Linked DNA regions of Gossypium hirsutum: region 1 is linked to region 2. A link is a contact called in public Hi-C data. All regions are on one chromosome and are shown on one strand. Each heading gives the region's core, a stretch centred on a gene start, on an enhancer-like site or on the middle of the called end of the contact. The rest is flanking DNA. Distances are from core to core; before and after follow the strand shown.

Region 1 (3,200 bases), core at 96-2,595, 150 kb before region 2:
TATTTTAGGGATTTGTTTAAGTAAAAACCATTTTAATTGCTATTGTTCGTTATTATGTCTTTTTTTTTTTTTAATTCCTTGAGGTTTTGTGAAGATTTGATATGTTTGTACTTGATTTTCTATGCTTCGATATTTATGTATTACTAAAAAGAGAACGCTTTTAGTGAACCTATTAAAATAATGTGCAGGTTAATTTGAATATGGACATTTATTTATCTAAATTTATTTTGAATATGAAATAATTTTTATATTTTTTTTATAAATTTATACATTTTAAAGATTTTTTTTATCTTTTTATTTATTTGTTATATGTTATAATTTTAAACTCCACGCGTTGTTGTGTTATTAGTTATTAATGTCACTTCATCACATTTCAATATTGTTATAGTAAAAGTGTAACGGATTTAATTAAAATTTTAAAAAGAAAATTAATAAGTGACTAGGTTAACGCAAATTAGAATCCCAATTTTGTTAATTAGGCCCATAATTTAGAAGACCAATTGGGTTGGTTTATGCTTGAAAGTCTAGCCCAGTAATGCTATATTTTTGTTTAGCCATTTTAGGAAGAGTATGGCCTCATTAGGTTCTAGAAACTGGACCATAGTAGCGCATAGCTCATATGCAGGCCTACAAGTCCTGATGGTATGCAAATAATAAATGAATTTTCATCTAATTAGATTAAAGTTAACTGTAAATATGCATCCAATAACTGTAACAGTAAAATTTATCCATTGAATGAGCCATTCTTTCAACCAAACTAATGAATCATGCATCGTTCATCGTTCATCACTGAATAAGGGAAATGGCTCATTCAATGGAATGGTCTACTCTTTTTCATTTTATAGTTGATATAAAAAAATAACTAATTCCTACAACATTGAATAGCAAATATATATATATTTTTAGATTCACCTTTAAAAATATTTTGTATAATTAAATAAATAATATAACATATCATATTAAATAAAAATTTAAATTATATTATATTAAATATAATTATATAAATAATAAAATATAATTTCATAATTTTAATAAAAAATATTTTATCACTTAAATATAGAGGTCGGGTTGAACTATGACTCGATTTAAAAAAAATCAAATCTGGGCTCATTTTTAGGTCGACCCAACCCAACATGTTTGCACGTTTCACTGTTCAAATACTAATAAAAAATAATTTTATTCCTTTATAATTAAACTTAAACTTTAAATTATTTTTATTATTTAGACTGAACTCAGGTCGAACTTAGCAATTTTAGAAACAAAGATCTTTTTTCAAGTCTGACCCAAGTCAAGTTAAGCCTACTACACTATGTGGGCCATTCGATTCATGGATAAATCTAGTTATATATATTTAAATATTTTACAATAAAATATATCATTTAGCATGAGCTGAGTTGCAATACCTTTGGATACCTTCAAACTAAACGATCATGACCTATCTTCGTCGAGACCTGCGTACACAAGAAACACATTTCCACGCTAGGCATTAAATGGTTAATGGTACTAGCACAATTTGAATTGAAAATAATAAAACATTTAAACAATCAAACATGCTAATAAATCACTTTGCTAAATTAATAAGTTAACATCACTTCTCAACACGTCATTTATAAATAATTACATCATGTTAAATCCCATGTTTCAAAAGATTATGTAGACAAAGCTCAACATCACGAAGAAAGAGTTGGAAAAACAGTTGTTTCAACTTAATGAAGAAGTTCTTACAGACGAGATTCTAGGGGATATTGTGGAGACAAAGCTGTAAATTAATATGCAGGTGGACAGAGAGGAGCTTTATTGGGAACAGAGAGCTCAAGCAAATTGGCTGAAAAATAGGGATAGGAATACCCATTTTTTCACCAATCAGCAACGGATCAGAGTAGGAAGAACAAGGTGGAAGAATTAGTGGATGGCGAGGGTAATAGTTATGCGAACAATGATGCTTTATTACAGTTGGCCACTGATTATTTTACTTCTTTATTTACAGCGAAAAGTGTTGGAGATCCAAGCTCAATTTTGGAAGGTGTTGAGCCATGTATTTCTTAACAGATGAACGAGGACCTTGAGAAGGAGTTTACATATGAAGAGGTGTGTTCAACTCTTAAAGCCAAGAGCCCGTTAAAAGCTTCTAGCGAAGATGGGATAGGGGCGATTTTCTACCAAAGGTTTTGGCATATTGTGGGTAAAGATGTAGCTAATTTCTGTATTGAGACGATGCAGGGGTTGATAATATGGCTGAAATTAACAATACAAGAATTGTTTTAATTCCCAAGGTCAGTTCTCCTCGGTGCATGACTCAACTTAGACCTATTAGTCTTTGTAATATTTTATATAAAATCATTTCAAAGATGTTGGTGAATAGGTTTCAAAAGATACTCCATGTATGTATTGATGAAGCACAGAGTGCTTTTGTACCGGGAAGACTCATTACGGATAATATCATAGCTGCATATGAAACTTTACATTCTATGAAGAGAAAACGTATTGGGAGGAAAGGGTTATTTGCGTTAAAACTAGATATGAGTAAAGCTTATGACCGGGTTGAATGGAATTTTGTGCATGTTATGCTTCGAAGGACAGGGTTTTCGGATAGGTGGATTGAGAAAGTTATGGGTTGTTTGACATTGGTCTCGTATTCTGTGGGTATGAATGGGAAGGCGTGTGAGTTATTTTTCCCGTCACGAGGCCTTCGCCAAGGGGACCCTATTAGTCCTTATTTATTCCTTATATGTGGTGAAGGATTGTCGACTCTTCTTAGAAGGGCTGTGTCAAGGGGAGTTCTAAATGGCTTTCGGGTTAGTAGGCAAGCCCCATAAATCACCCATTTGTTTTTTTGCAAATGATAGCCTTTTCTTTGGAGATGCGTCTATCAATGGAGCAATGGTGATCAAAGAAATTTTAGAGGCCTATGCTAAGTGTTCTGGTCAGGAAGTCAATCTTGACAAGTTAGGGTCATTTTTAAGTTCCAATGTTGACCAGTTTAACAGAGAGGAGGTTTGTAGGGTTCTGGGGGTTAATAGGAATCTAAACCTGGAGAATTACCTTGGTTTCCCATCAATGGTGGGGCGTAACAAACAGAGGGCTTTTAAGGAACTTAAAGAAAAGCTAATAAAAAGAGTCTCTAGTTGGAGCTCGAGATTACTTTCCGTAAGGGGAGGAAGGTCCTTATCAGAGCTGTACTCCAGGCTATTCCACTATAT
Region 2 (3,193 bases), core at 290-2,789:
GAGAAATGTTACATAACATGTGAATCACACTCTATCACTCCCCAACTATAGAGATATCACCTTTATACATAAAACTAGATGACTCACCTCTAAATCCTCCTTATGAGAACTTGGATTGTAAACACTAAAGATCTATAGTTCAATTGCACTTACATAATAAGTTCCTTAATGAACAAAAAAAAGTGCTCTCAATATGCTCTTTTGCATAACTTATACAAACCTCAAAGTCTATATTAGGTTCGGCTTGCTATCATACTAGAGATTGAATACAAAACAATTCCTTGAAATTACCAACTACAACATAGTAAAGATAATGTACTAATAAAGTCCAATAAATCACACTTTGATGGAGATATAGTCATCTTAGCAAAACAACTCGATCCGAACAAATCCTCATAAGTCAAGGGTTGCATTTGATTCAATCTTCTCCAATCCAATATTCGTAGGCAACGTATTGGTTTCTATAGATAGGTTTCTATATCTTCAAAATATCAACTAAGTTAATAGCCCAAAGATTTTGTTTCATTGAATTGCCAACAAAAATAAAGCAAGTTTTACTTCACTATCGCAGTGATGGATTGCAATGGGCACTATCGAGTGCCACTCAAAATGTTAATTCATAACTTGGCTCAAAAAATTTTCATTTCACTTTCCTAACTCATTTTCGCTTTGTTAAAGTCAATTCCTATTTTTTTTTGATAAAATAATAGCAATTACACATTAACCATAGTATCCAAAGCTAAATGAAGAATTCTCTCTTTGTAATTGATCTGCTACCATTAAAGGTATATTTTGAAAAACATGTGAACCAACAGGAAATTACTTCATCAATTTAGCAAAAGCATGTGCAATCATATTAGCCTCTCTCGAGACATATTGGATCGCTGTCCTCATTGTCTTCGACACAGTTCAATAATTCTTATAGTTAAATCTCTATTCAGCTGGCCTTGAAATCTACCTTGAATGGATTTAATAGCAAAAACACAATCCATTTCAACAATGACATATTTCCATTTTGCCTTCCACGTAAATAGGAGGCCATCATAAATAGACCATAACTCAGCTTGCTCAATGTTACTTCTCCTAATGTTTCTTCCGATTCCCCAAAGCCAATTGCCACATTCATCCTTAGCCATAGCCGCCAAAGATGCTAGCCCCGAATAAGGATTATGTGCCCCATCCACATTAAATTTAATGGATCCTAGTGTAAGTGGCTTCCACTGATGATTCTGGAACATGGATAATGGATTATTAGACATACCTCTTCTATGGCATTCAACATTAGTGAGTAACCATTCTTTAAAAACCAACCAAAGGAATTGTTTGACACATTGTGGGCCATCGAAATGCCAAGCAAGCCTCTATTTTCCCTCCGTAGGATGTAAAAGATTTTTCATGAGAGAGTTATAAGTTGACTTCACCGTAAATAACCCATTAGCCGAACATCTCGAAACCAAAGCATCAGGACCAACTAATGGGCTTCGGGCAGGGATAACTGCAATATAAGAAAGGGAATTATTATCCAAAATCCTGTTTAGGTAGGACCAGTAACAATTGTCATCAGTCGCAGTCATATCTCGAAGTGTAGCCAAACAATCGATAAGATTCATATTAAGGCATAAATTAATTAGAGGACCAATATTAGTAATCTAAGTATCTGTCCAATATTTAACAAGAGTCTCGTCACCCATTGACCATCCAATGTTTTGACATAAAAGTGGCCAAATTTTTGCAAGAGATCTCCAAACAAATTAACACGAACTTCTCAAAATATCAAGTGGAACCTCATCTGTAAACTTGTACTTGGATCGAAGAACCCTGGCCCATAATGCATTTTTATTCGTGAGTAGGTTAAAATCCAATTTCAACAGAAAAGAATCATTCTGAGTCTTAAAGTTGTGAATACCTAACCCCTTATTTGACAGAGGCTGACAACAGTCTAACCATTTAACTAAGGAAAGCGTATGACTAGTTGATGATTTTCCCCAAACAAAGTCGCGAGTTATTTTTTTATGATCGTGCAAACACTTGAAGGAATCTTGACAGTTTGCATAAAGTAATTTGGAATGGCCAGAATAATTGACTAAGCAAGCGTAACTCTTCTTGCTAAAGAAAGAAGTTTAGCATTCCATCCATCTAGTTTCCTTCAAACCTTATCAATCATAAATTTGAAAGTACTAGTTGTCACCTGTTGATGGAACAAAGGCATGCCCAAATAAGTTCCCAAATCAGTTGTTGCTTTAAACCCAGGAACAGTACAGATTTCGGCAACAGCATCGGAGGCAACATTTTTGGAGAAGAAAACATTTGTTTTTTTAGTGTTAACCTTATGTCCCAATGCCAAACCAAAAATCTCCAAAACTTCCCTTATCGTTCTTGCTTGATCCATATTTTTTTTGTAAAAAAAAAAAGAGGTAATCAACAAAAAAAATGTGTGAAATTTTTGGACCATTCTTCCCTAAAGAAATAGGCCTCCAAGATTTATCATCCACCTCTTTATGGATAAGATGTCCCAACCTTTCCATACAAAGAACAAAAAGATATGGTGAAAGTAGACAGCCTTGATGTAAACTTTTTAATGGACTGAACACATCTAAAAGGTTACCATTCCACACAACCTGCAAAGAAACAGAAGATGAGCATTCCATGATAACTCTCACCAACAACATAGGAAAACCAACACCCAAGAAAGTGTCTTCAATAAAATCCCATTGGGTTTGATCGTACGCTTTTTCCAGGTCTACTTTTATAGCCATCCAACCCTTCTTTCCTTTCATGATACGCATCGAATGCACTATCTCTTGAGCCACAATTATGTTGTCTGTAATATATCTTCCAGTAATAAAGCTCACTTGATTTTGTGCAATAAGTGAAGGAAAAATAGGCTTGAGTCGATTAGCAATAATCTTTGTCACAATCTTAAGTAAAACATTACAGAGAATTATTGGGCAAAATTGAGAAATGGAATCAGGACTTTGGTTTTTTGGAATAAGAACCAAAAGAGTTCTGTTAATACTTCGTTCAAAAGGCTGGCCCGAAAACACTCCTTGAACCCAATTGTACACATCCTGACCTACCGTCTCTCATTGGTTCTGATAAAATAAGGCATGAAGGCCATTTGGTCTTGGAGCCTTCAAGGGCCCCATACTAAAGACAGAGTTTCAGGTTTCCTCTATTGTAACTTCCCTAATTA

The links. A called contact is a pair of places that touch in the nucleus more often than the background predicts.
Region 1: a Hi-C map of leaf shows a contact between it and region 2, with 2.8 times the contacts expected there. The contact joins two enhancer-like sites. A contact is called at or near these places in 13 of 34 Hi-C or Micro-C datasets (callus, leaf and petal).

What each region holds. Positions count from the first base shown.
Region 1 is chrD01:49,766,581-49,769,780 of Gossypium_hirsutum_v2.1, reverse strand. LOC107921293 (a long non-coding RNA gene) reads right to left here. Exons shown (of 4, transcript XR_001691007.2): 4 at 1-1,451. Among protein-coding and RNA genes, the nearest start is that of LOC107921293, 3.5 kb to the right of the region's middle. Within about 2 kb of position 1,345, at least 3 of the 9 cell types and tissues checked have an H3K27ac peak or open chromatin away from gene starts, as enhancers often do.
Region 2 is chrD01:49,613,892-49,617,084 of Gossypium_hirsutum_v2.1, reverse strand. No RefSeq gene overlaps it. Among protein-coding and RNA genes, the nearest start is that of LOC107921421, 8.3 kb to the left of the region's middle. Within about 2 kb of position 1,539, at least 5 of the 9 cell types and tissues checked have an H3K27ac peak or open chromatin away from gene starts, as enhancers often do.